3 separate regions of the Ovis aries genome follow, and all the other regions are linked to region 1. Evidence: chromatin contacts called from public Hi-C data. All regions are on one chromosome and are shown on one strand. Each heading gives the region's core, a stretch centred on a gene start, on an enhancer-like site or on the middle of the called end of the contact. The rest is flanking DNA. Distances are from core to core; before and after follow the strand shown.

Evidence for each region. Hi-C and Micro-C count contacts between places; a contact is called where the count stands out from the background.
Region 2: a Hi-C map of hypothalamus shows a contact between it and region 1, with 4 times the contacts expected there. The contact joins the promoter of SIN3A here to the promoter of IMP3 in region 1. A contact is called at or near these places in 8 of 16 Hi-C or Micro-C datasets (blood, hypothalamus, liver and 3 more).
Region 3: a Hi-C map of tail adipose tissue shows a contact between it and region 1, with 5 times the contacts expected there. The contact joins the promoter of MAN2C1 here to the promoter of IMP3 in region 1. A contact is called at or near these places in 9 of 16 Hi-C or Micro-C datasets (blood, hypothalamus, liver and 4 more).

The regions. Positions count from the first base shown.
Region 1 is chr18:30,907,092-30,910,488 of ARS-UI_Ramb_v3.0, forward strand. It overlaps IMP3 (IMP U3 small nucleolar ribonucleoprotein 3), which reads left to right and starts at 1,407. Exons shown (of 1, transcript XM_042235209.1): 1 at 1,407-2,537. The coding sequence starts at 1,441. The coding sequence ends at 1,995. All of the region lies in intron 1 of SNUPN (snurportin 1), which reads left to right.
Region 2 is chr18:31,036,900-31,040,590 of ARS-UI_Ramb_v3.0, forward strand. It overlaps SIN3A (SIN3 transcription regulator family member A), which reads left to right and starts at 2,355. Exons shown (of 21, transcript XM_060401414.1): 1 at 2,355-2,694. LOC121817102 (a long non-coding RNA gene) reads right to left here. Exons shown (of 2, transcript XR_006056854.2): 2 at 1-1,118.
Region 3 is chr18:31,105,222-31,108,520 of ARS-UI_Ramb_v3.0, forward strand. It overlaps MAN2C1 (mannosidase alpha class 2C member 1), which reads left to right and starts at 2,047. Exons shown (of 25, transcript XM_042235211.2): 1 at 2,047-2,201; 2 at 2,456-2,581; 3 at 3,223-3,299. The coding sequence starts at 2,098. SIN3A (SIN3 transcription regulator family member A) reads left to right here. Exons shown (of 21, transcript XM_060401414.1): 21 at 1-19.

The DNA of each region.
Region 1 (3,397 bases), core at 157-2,656:
AAAGAGTCGGACACAACTGAGCAAGTGAATAACAACAAAACAATGGAATATAATGCAGCAGTTTTTTAAAAGCAACTGCAGCTATATATTAAAAAATTCCATATGTGATATCATCTAAGCAACACTTCTCAAATATCATGCACGCAAATTAGCTGGGGATCTGGTTAAATGAAGATTCTGATCCTGTAAGTCCGGAATGGGGTCTGAAATTCTGCATTTTCAACAGCTCTCTGCTGTTCCATGGGCTATGCTTCAAGTAAGAAAATTCTCAGTATACTTAGGGATGCATAAAATGATAAAACTGTTTTCTTTTTAAACAAAAGGCAAAGATAAACACTAAATTCAGGAGAGCAGATATTTTTACCTCTGACTGGGAGAGTGGTTGAATAGGTCCTGGTGATGCTTTCTTAAACTGGCTGTTGGGTCCACAAATATTCTTGTATCTCACATATGTTACATATAGTATCGCCCATATTAAATATTGTATCTTTAAAAAACAATGAAAAGCGTACAAAAATAAAATTACAGGCAAAGAAGCTAGGTGGCGTCAAAGTCTTGGGTAAATAAAGAAGTTAGTCCTGTTAGCGCTACACTAAACTGAAACAGATACAATTTGCAGAAAAAGTGTTGTCCGTTCACTAAATACTCCAGAAATCCAACCTGTCAGGCTAATTCTTTTCAGCCCAGATTAAAGAGGCAGGATTTGTACTATCCAAGTTTTTCAAATTTACTGGATTTTATGAATCACCTGACATTCTTGTTAACAATACAGATTTTCAAGTGACTCCTGGGTAGATCCTGATTCTGGGCGTGCAGAGGTAGCCTGGGAAGCAGTACTGATAGGTTCAGTGGCTTCAAGCCCTAATTGGTAGGGTGAAAAAGCTCCGCCCGCCTCGTTAATAGACTTGCGGCTAGTAGGCCGTGGGGATATCCGATCAGCTCCAGTCAGCTCTGAGAAGCCCCAACACGGTGGGAGGACAGCCCCTCCCCACCCCAACCCCCGCCAAGGTCAGTTAGCACAGTATATCCATATTAGCGCGGCGGTCACCCCTCTTTCCCGGAACTATCCTCTTTAGCTCTTCTGGAAGAGGCTCTCCAGAGAGGCCCTGAATGACAGAAACCTAAACGAGAGGAAATAATTACGGCACTAGGTAACTTAAAACAGCGCAGAGTCGCCTAGGAAGCCTCCCCTCCCATCCCAGGCCTCTCCAGGCGTTTCTTCCCTCCGCCTCCCTCAGAGAACGCGGAGAAGAAACGCGAGATACGAACACGGGGCGTGGCCTCACCCTGACCAATGGAAATGGGAGGCCTGGCCCTGAGTCTTCCTTTCATTGGCGCAGGGTCCCAAAGACGGCCGGGTCTAGCAGCACTGAAGCGGAAGTCGCGCTGCAGCCGGAATGCGCGCTGAACCTCCGGTCCGGCAACGTTTGAGCCGCCATCATGGTGCGGAAGCTTAAGTTTCACGAGCAGAAGCTGCTCAAGCAGGTGGACTTCCTGAACTGGGAGGTCACAGATCACAACCTGCATGAGCTACGCGTGTTGCGGCGTTATCGGCTGCAGCGGCGCGAGGACTATACGCGCTACAACCAGCTGAGCCGTGCTGTGCGCGAGTTGGCCCGGCGTCTGCGCGATCTGCCGGAGCGCGACCCGTTTCGCGTGCGCTCCTCGGCCGCGCTGCTGGATAAGCTGTATGCTCTCGGCCTAGTGCCCACGCGGGGATCGCTGGAGCTCTGCGATTTCGTCACGGCCTCGTCCTTTTGCCGCCGCCGCCTGCCCACTGTGCTGCTTAAGCTGCGCATGGCGCAGCACCTCCAGGCCGCCGTGGCATTCGTGGAGCAGGGCCACGTGCGCGTGGGCCCCGACGTGGTCACCGACCCCGCCTTCCTTGTCACGCGAAGCATGGAGGACTTTGTCACCTGGGTTGACTCGTCCAAGATCAAGCGGCACGTGCTGGAGTACAATGAGGAGCGTGACGACTTCGATTTGGACGCCTAGCGGACTCCCCTCGCCAGGACTGCATGGGGAAGCTGAGACACAAGCCTGAGAGTCTGTGAAGGCGCATCTCCCCAAGAGTGTATCAGCCAGTCGTCGGTTCTTAAGAACTTGCCTCCTCAGCTACAGGACACGCATGGAGCCAAAGGGTACGCCCTTTTCCACGAAATTTTCTTAGCTTTCGGACAATTGGTAATTCAGTGACTGCCATAAGAAACAATGGGAAGCGGTTTTGTACTGCACTGGGGACTTGTTTTGTTCTTGTACCTGAAATATTGCGGTGTGAATGCAAGGACTTGGGATTGGGGAGGACCTATCCCCGCCCCCAGCTTTCGTTTCATTTTCTTGTAACAGGACAGTGTGGTTTAATTTATTTAACTCGAATCCTTGCTCTTGTTCGTGATTAAACTGTGTACAGATGTCGTAGAGGTTGGTCTCAAGTTTTCATAAAATAGATGAGATTTTAGTGTTCAGAGTTCTTTCTCTTGTTTAAAGAAATGCTCTCCTGATGCCAATAAATGGCCTAACTGCTTTTTAAGTGCAAATTTTTGTCTGGGTTTGTCACGTAGGGTCGCATGTATAGGTCTCTCTGAATTCAGGAACCCACAGAAGAATAGTGACGGCAGCGAGCTGCTTGTGGGTGAGACCTGCCCTGGGTTCCACGTGTGGAGGTTGCAGGATGTTGTACAGGGCTGACCAGATTTGTCAGTTTACTGATCCCTTCCTCAGAATGAGTGTTTTGGCAGAACTCTTCCCCACAGGACTTCCTGTTGCTATTCCAGCCTCAGGAAATACCATATTAGAGGGCTGAAGTGTTTGCTTGCCTAAGGAAATAATCACCCTGTAGCTTATCTAGCGGTTAGAAGTAGCCCAGGAGGGTCTTGGAAAGTTCTTAGGAGTGGAGCCCTCGGGAGGCTCCAGGGCTGCCTGCCCAGAGCAGCAGCTGCACAGCTATTACCCATCACTGCCCACCATCACTACCTGCCCAGCCTTTAATTTAGAGAAAGGTTAGTTGCCCAGTTAGAGTGGGTTTTATTGAGGGACACAAAGGATGGATTGGGAGTCAGGGAGCCTAGCCTGATGACAATGGAAGAACATGAAGGGAGAGGATCTGTTCTAATGCAGCCAGCTCACTGGAAGGAAGACTACTGAATTTACTCATTACCACTACAAGGGAAATAACAGAATGCCAAGACCAGTGGGTTGCTTTTACCTGTACCATCTCCATCTCACCAGGTGTAAGGCAACATTTGGTGAAGAAACAAGAGGAGGTGACACTGGAGATGACAATAATAGCAAATGCTTCTACTGTATGTCAGACACTTCGTGCATTACATATCTTAATCCATTTAATCCAACAATTCAATGATGTGGGGAGCCCAGTTCTTTACTTTTCAAATAAGGG
Region 2 (3,691 bases), core at 1,105-3,604, 130 kb after region 1:
TGTATTAAAGACAAGTTAGGTGTATTAAAACAAGTTTTTATCATCATGTGTGATCTGCATAACGGTATGGACTGCTCTGTGAACTTCTTGTACAGGACAGGAGGCTGAACCACAGGAAATAAGAAGACCAAGTGGAAACCATGGGGCTCAACTTCCAGATGAATGTTCTTTCTGTTCTATTACTCTCCCCCATCTTACATTCACACAGTATCTGTTATGCTTTCATTTAGGGCAGAGCATCTTGGGAAATAAAGCCCAAATCTGAGATAGGGCTCCAAACATCATGAGATCTCTGTTCTGATATAGGAAAACTTGGTCTTCAGTCTAAGGGTCCCCCAGGCTGAGAATGTACTTCAGCCTCAATGGCCCTGCCACATGCTGGGCTTCCCACTGAATACACAGTCTTCACCTCCTGGTTTTTCCTTCTTTACTCCCTTTCCTTCAGTAATTCCAACCAAGCTGCCACCCAGATTCTAGTCCCTATACCTGAGATGACCTACTTCCTTTCCCAAATCAGTGTTTCTTCCCACGTGCTCTCCTTAGCAAACTTTCCTCCCCATTAGAGCCCCCCCCCCACCCCCATGGACTCAGGGAGGGAAGGGTCCTTACAGACTATCTTTCTACTCCAATTTTTTTTACCCCTATTTTTGCAGAAGAGAAACAGGCCCAGAGGGAGAAAGGGACTTGCCTAAGGATATACTGCTAAATCACTGTTCTTACTACCCAGATGGCCAAAGCACTAGCTTCAAGCTCTCCTACCTCTTCACACACCAGCCACTGACAACTTTCCCTCCATAACCCACAATGATCAGTCACCCAGTCCTCTTGAAGCTTTCTCAAACACATCTCCCCATTTTTATTCCTGCTTACCCATTGCCAGTGCCCTAGTCAAATCTTCCTTACATCTCACCTGAATTGTTGGGATAGCCTAACTGGCAGCAGGCTGCCCTATTCTGCCACAGGATTTAAAGGCCCTTCGCATTCTGACACCTCACCTTATCCACACTAGCTTCCTTTCCTGAATATCTCAACTGGTCTTTCTTGCTCATTCACTGTGTAACCTGGCCCCAGGGTCAGCTCTGTTGAGCACAGACATGTGGCATAGCCTCACCATCCCCCTGCAAAAAAAAAAAAAAAAAAAATTACAAATGATCCAGGGAAGCATCTGAGTCCGAATTTTGACTTTAGGGCTGCTGAAAGTAGGAAGGGTTTCTGGATTGGGGGACCAGGAGAGACAAGAAACATCTTGGCTCCCTCCACCTACCCCTCCCACCAGAAGATGTACCTCTGTAGTCTTCAAACCAGTCATTACAAGCCTTTCTGCCTCCCCTTGCCACTTGCAGTCACCCTTCTTTCAGCCCACCCTCAGAATTCATCCAGCTGCTGGGATGTTGAGCATCTTAAATGGTAGTTCTGGGCCTGTGGTCCTGTGACCCAGCATGCTGCTTGTACATTCTGCTATACAAGTCTAAGTATTTTAACAAGGTAGAAAAGTCTTTGCTCTCTGACTCCATCTTTCCAACTCTGGTTTTCGTTACTATAGCCACACTTGAAGAAGCTTTTAATACTGCTTTGCATTTATCATTTTGTGTGCTTTGCTGAAAATGAGTTAATTGCCCCTCCGTTTCTGCGTGAGTGCCACCTCCTCCATGAAGTCTTCACCCAGTTTTCCTCAGCTAGAAGACTCTCCCTGCTCTGAGCCTCTGGAGGTGTCTCTATATACATTTCCAAATTGCCTTAGCTCTTTCTGTATCCTCTCTTCAGCTAGGTCTGAAGCCCTAAGAGGACACAGAGTGAGCATCTCATTCAGTTTCTGTAATGGCAAAAAGCAGCAGGTGCGGTGTGAATGTGTCTGCCTCACCCCTGTAGGTGCTCAGGCAAGTGCCTGTTACCCCGAAGGCAGGACTTCCCGCTTACACCGCTCAGTTTTTAGGCAGGCGCCGGACACGGTTAGGTTACACAGCCAGGGGAGTCGGGACATTCCAGTCAGTCGCTAGGGTATCCTCACCCGCTCTCTCTGCCCAGTTCCAAATGGGGTGTGTGTAAGAAGGATATGGGGGCCGGGTAGCCTCAATAGCTCCTCCTCCAGGTTCACCCAGCGAATCTCCGAGTCCCAGGAGGTCTCCTTCCAGTCCAAGGGCCTCAAGTAACTCCAAGCGGCGGTGCGGTAGAGATGGGGCCCTCTGCCATGGTTGCACCTCCCACTCACAGCTAGTTTAATTAATTTATTTCTATTTTTTGGAGGGAGGGGGCGTTCAATGAAGGGGAAGAGGTGGAGCAAGGGGAGGAGGCGGGCCCAGGATGACTGACGCGAGCACCAGGGAGCCAATGGCCCGTGGGGGGCGTTCCCCCCCATTCAGGACTCCTCGCCTGGCTCGGAAGGTATGTTAAACAGCTGCTTTTAATTTGGTCTCCCCAATCTCGGGCGTTTGGGGGGCTTGTTTGCCGGCCGGTCCCTTTGACCAGTCAGCCATGGTGCAGGCGCCGCGGGCCCTGGGACGGAGCTAGGGGAGGCTTGGAGTCCGGCGGCCGAGGGAGGCGAGGGGCAGGCCAGGAAGGAGAGCTCTTGGCGCCGCCCGCTCGCCAGTGTGTTTCCAAGCCGGGCCAGATCCGCGGGGAGGGGGTCGGCCCGACCCGGGGTCTCCAGTGTGCCGGCCGTGCTGCCTAGTTTATTTCACCGAGCGGTCGGTTTCGGTAGGTTTCGGCGGCGGGCTGGGTAAGGGGCCGGCAGGAGGAGATCCCTCGCCCTGCTGGAATGCCTTTAAAAATTATTGTAAAGAAGAAAAAAGGGGAGATTCCGTACACCGACTGGAACCGGGCCCGAGATGCGGCGCGCGGGCTCGGCAGGGGGCGGCGGCCTGAGCTCAGCCGGCCGGGCCCACCAAACCGCCCGGAGTTGGTCGAGAGCTGGAGTTAGCGAGCGAGCCCAGGCCCGCAGCTTTCCCCGCTAACCACGCTGGGCGAGGGCGGCAGCCGCCCAAGGGTTTTGTTTCTGTCCGCAAACTTGTCGGAGGGGGCGGTGGGCGCGCTCAGAAGAGGCGCGGGCTCCTTGGGCCCGCGGTTGTTATGGACTCTGGGGGCGGGGGCAACGCCGGACTTGCGGGAGGGGCGGTCGGGGGCGGGGGAGGCCACCGGAAAGAGCCCCAGCGCCTCGGCAGTAGACCCATGCGCCGGTCTGAGCTCTCCGAACTCCCGGGCCGTGGCAGGAGAGCTAGCGTTCGGCGCCGGAACCCGGCCCGGGGGTGTGGAAAACCTCCAGGAACTCGGCGGCTTCGACCCGCAGCCCCAGCTGATCCCTTTGCAAACATGGAGCTGCCTCCTTCCCCGCCCACCCCAAGGCGGCGACGGCGGCTCCTTTCCCCTCCCCCTGCCGTGCTGCTCGCCCGCGGAAGGGGCGGGGGCGGGGGCACCGGCGAGTGAGCGCGCCCACGAGGGGGTAGCCTGAAAGGGGCAGTGAAGGTCGGAAACTGGGCAAACAGTCTCCACGCTCGAAATCGGGAAAAGGAAATGCATCAGCGGGCGGGAGGGGCGCGGGAGGCGCGCCTGTCAGTCGGGATGGCGGCCGCGGGCTGGGGGGCGGGGCGCCGGCGCGAACCGCGGAGGTCGGGCGGGGCGACGCCAGGAGAGGAGGCGCAGGGGCCCGGCCCTTGGAGCGCCAGACTACCCCAGCTTCCACTCCTTGGCCTAGCCT
Region 3 (3,299 bases), core at 797-3,296, 200 kb after region 1:
TTGGTTCTTACTTAAGGAATGAACTCTCAACACAAGTCCCTTGTCCTCACCAGAGAATACTGTTGAAGCAGGGATTTGGGCTTTGGTTCCTTATCTACATACAGTACAAAAACAAGATTTTGCTCTAGTTAGCAGTCAGTTGTACTTGTCCCAAATCAAAATATCTCAGATTTAAAAAATAGAATTATTCATTCTTTTGGTACATATTCTACCCCCTAATTTCAGCTGTTTGGAAATATTTTACATATGGGTATATTGTGCAGCTGTATAGTTTGTGCTTCTCTATTTTTTCTTACCTTTATTGGAAATGGGAGTGAACAGCTTAAATACCAAACCAGTGTTTGAAAGAAGTGTGTGCACAGTGTGTGGTATAAATGGGGTGAGGAGGGAGAAGGCTTGATACATTAGCAACTGCAAATGGAATATATACGTATATATATATTTTTAATTACATAGATTTAAAGCAGCAGATATTTAAACATGAGTGATTAGGATTTTTGTATGTGGGCAGCCTGGCTTTTCTGAACAAACACCAACTGAGCCCCTCCCAGGACTTTGGTGAATTTTTCTCCAGCAACCATTACTGTAGTCAAAGTAAACAACAGTGTTCCTGTGTGGTTTTGTTTGCTTTTTAATTAAAAATCCCTAATATCACCACCACAAAACCACATTTTTTTTTTTGCTCTGGACTTTCCTTATGAATGGTAAGCTTATCTGATTTTTAGACTTTTTTGTTGGGGGCAGTGGAGGAATGGGCAACTATAGGAGACTCAGCTCACATGTGTGAGGTGGCAGGAAAGGCTTGTGGGAGATTCTGGTGAAGCTGCAGCACTGCCTCACTTGGAAGGTGGAGTGATACTGATGGGTTGGGTAGGATCTTCAGGTTTTCTGCCGGTAACTCAGCCCACCCCCATCTGCTTGCTTAAGAAAGATCGTGTTGACTTGGAGTTAATAGGGGGAACTGATTGAACCTGACCCAGGCAGCCCCAGCTATTGCTGTGTCTGCAGAGGGTTATGTCCAGAGCAGCTGCCTGCAGGTCAGGATAGGGTTTCAGGACCAATCCTACTAGTGCAACCAAAACGGAGCTTCACCTACAGCCAGGATTTACAAACAGCAGTTTTATGTCTCCTGCCTTCTGACATCTGAGCTCCAAGCTCAGCTCAGCCTGTCTTACAGCAGCAAGTTATATTTTAAGTCATGTTTGGTATTCTGTACTTAAGTCACCTTTCCCTATGATCTGCATTTGAAGTGTTGTAAACTTGGTCAGTATTTCTATTAAAATATCAGGGGTCGGTCATGTTGTGTATATACTTTTCTTCCTAATGATTTTATAGAGGAAGATTTCATCCCATTCCCAGGAGGGAGGTGGGGGAAAGCCGCCAATAAGCCACCAGAGTAACATGAGGGTGAAATTGGAGGTATTATGAAAATTCTGGTATTATGGCTTCTCTGAACTCATCAGTCCCTGTAGAGAAATGCATTATTCTGTTAGGCTCATGAATTCTATGTCTGATCTGCCATCTCAAAGTCTTAAGTTTCTGGCGATGGGCAGCAATTAGCCATATACATAAAATAGAACACGTAGTAGAGGAACCTGAGGTTACTGGGGTATAAAGCACTCTCTATTTAACACACGTCCGCCGAATGGCTTGAAAGCATCGGTCCCTGGCGCCACCTTATGCAGACACAAGGACCATAGGCAAGGAGGTTCCGCTTGTAGCTTCTGAGATTAGGTGACCTGCATCTGCAGCAACCGAAGCTCCCACCAGTCGTGCCTTCGGTCTGTCTCTGTACTAGGCTTTTCTCAGAATCAAAGCGTCAGACTTCCTATTTTACTTAAGGATTTGCCCAGTGGCGACCAGCTCGGACCGAGATAAGACTAAAGCCTCAGAAGCGCAGCTTTTAGCTTTTAGCTTTCAGCTCGCTGCTCAAACTTCGGAGCAGCGGGGCTTCACTGAGCCGCTGGTGTTCCATGGAAAGCTGCCCGGGCGTGGAAGGCGCCTTTGAGGCGCCGGAACCTTTGGTTCCAGGCCGTGGACCGCGCCGGCAGCGCCTGGGGCCTTCCGGGGAGAGGAGAGAGGAGCGAACGCGCGGCGATGGCGGCGGCGGCGCCGGCCCTGAAGCACTGGCGCACTACGCTGGAGCGAGTGGAGAAATTCGTGTCGCCGCTCTACTTTACCGATTGTAATCTCCGCGGCAGGTGTGGCCCCCTCGCCCAGGGCACCCGCCAGCCGCATCCACGAGTCTCTAGCCTCCCCTTCTGGGGGAAACCCAAGCTTCGGCCACATGGGCCGAGGGACAAAGTATCCGCCTCAGATAGTGCTGGGGCCCAGGAGGAGGGAGTGGGGAGAGACTGTGTCGTGGGGCAGCCCTCCCGGCGGTGGATGGAGGGAACGCGCATCCCCACCCGCCGGCGGGCCCACGAGCGCGCGCCCACCTGCCCCTCCCGCCCAGGCTCTTTGGAGACAGCTGCCCAGTGGCCGAGCTCTCCAGCTTCTTGACGCCCGAAAGACTTCCCTACCAGGAGGCAGTCCAGCAGGACTTCCGCCCCGCGCAGGTCGGCGACAGCTTCGGACCCACGTGGGTAACGCTCCAGAGAGAGGGCGGAGTTCCTGGGCCCCACCTCCCAGCTTGCTTGCCTCCCCTAAAAGTCTCCATTGTCGGCTCTCTGCCCTAGACAGTCACTTGGGGCAGAGCAGCACCCTCTGCTGGTTCCTCAAGCCTTCATGGAAGAATTTTCTCTTCCCCACTTCTCCCCACGGGCTTCCCTCCTGGTGGCTCAGTTGGTAAAGAATCCGTCCGCAGTGCGAGAGACTTGGGTTCGATCCCTGGGTTGGGAAGATCCCCTAGAGAAGGGAACGGCAACCCACTCCAGTATTCTTGCCTGGAGAATTCCACGGACAGAGGAGCCTGGCGGGCTACAGTCTATGGGGTCACAAAGAGTCGGACACGACTGAGCAACTTCCACTTCACTTCTCCCAGTTCGGTGACATCTCTTAGGAAGGGCCCTCTAGGACAGATCACAGACCCCTGATTCTCTGCCTCCTTCCCTCACCTTGCTGCACACCCCATTGCTTCTTTCTTGTAGATCAAAGCTGAATACCTTGTGGTACTGCAGATTCTGGCAGAAAGTCTCAAGCCCTTGATGACCTTAATCATAGGAAGTATGTTGAAAGGACAAGGCTTTGACCCCTAGGCTCATCTTAGTGGTTCTATTGCAGATGGTGGACCTGTTGGTTCCGTGTAGAGCTGACCATCCCAGAGGCATGGGTAGGTCAGGAAGTTCATCTTCGCTGGG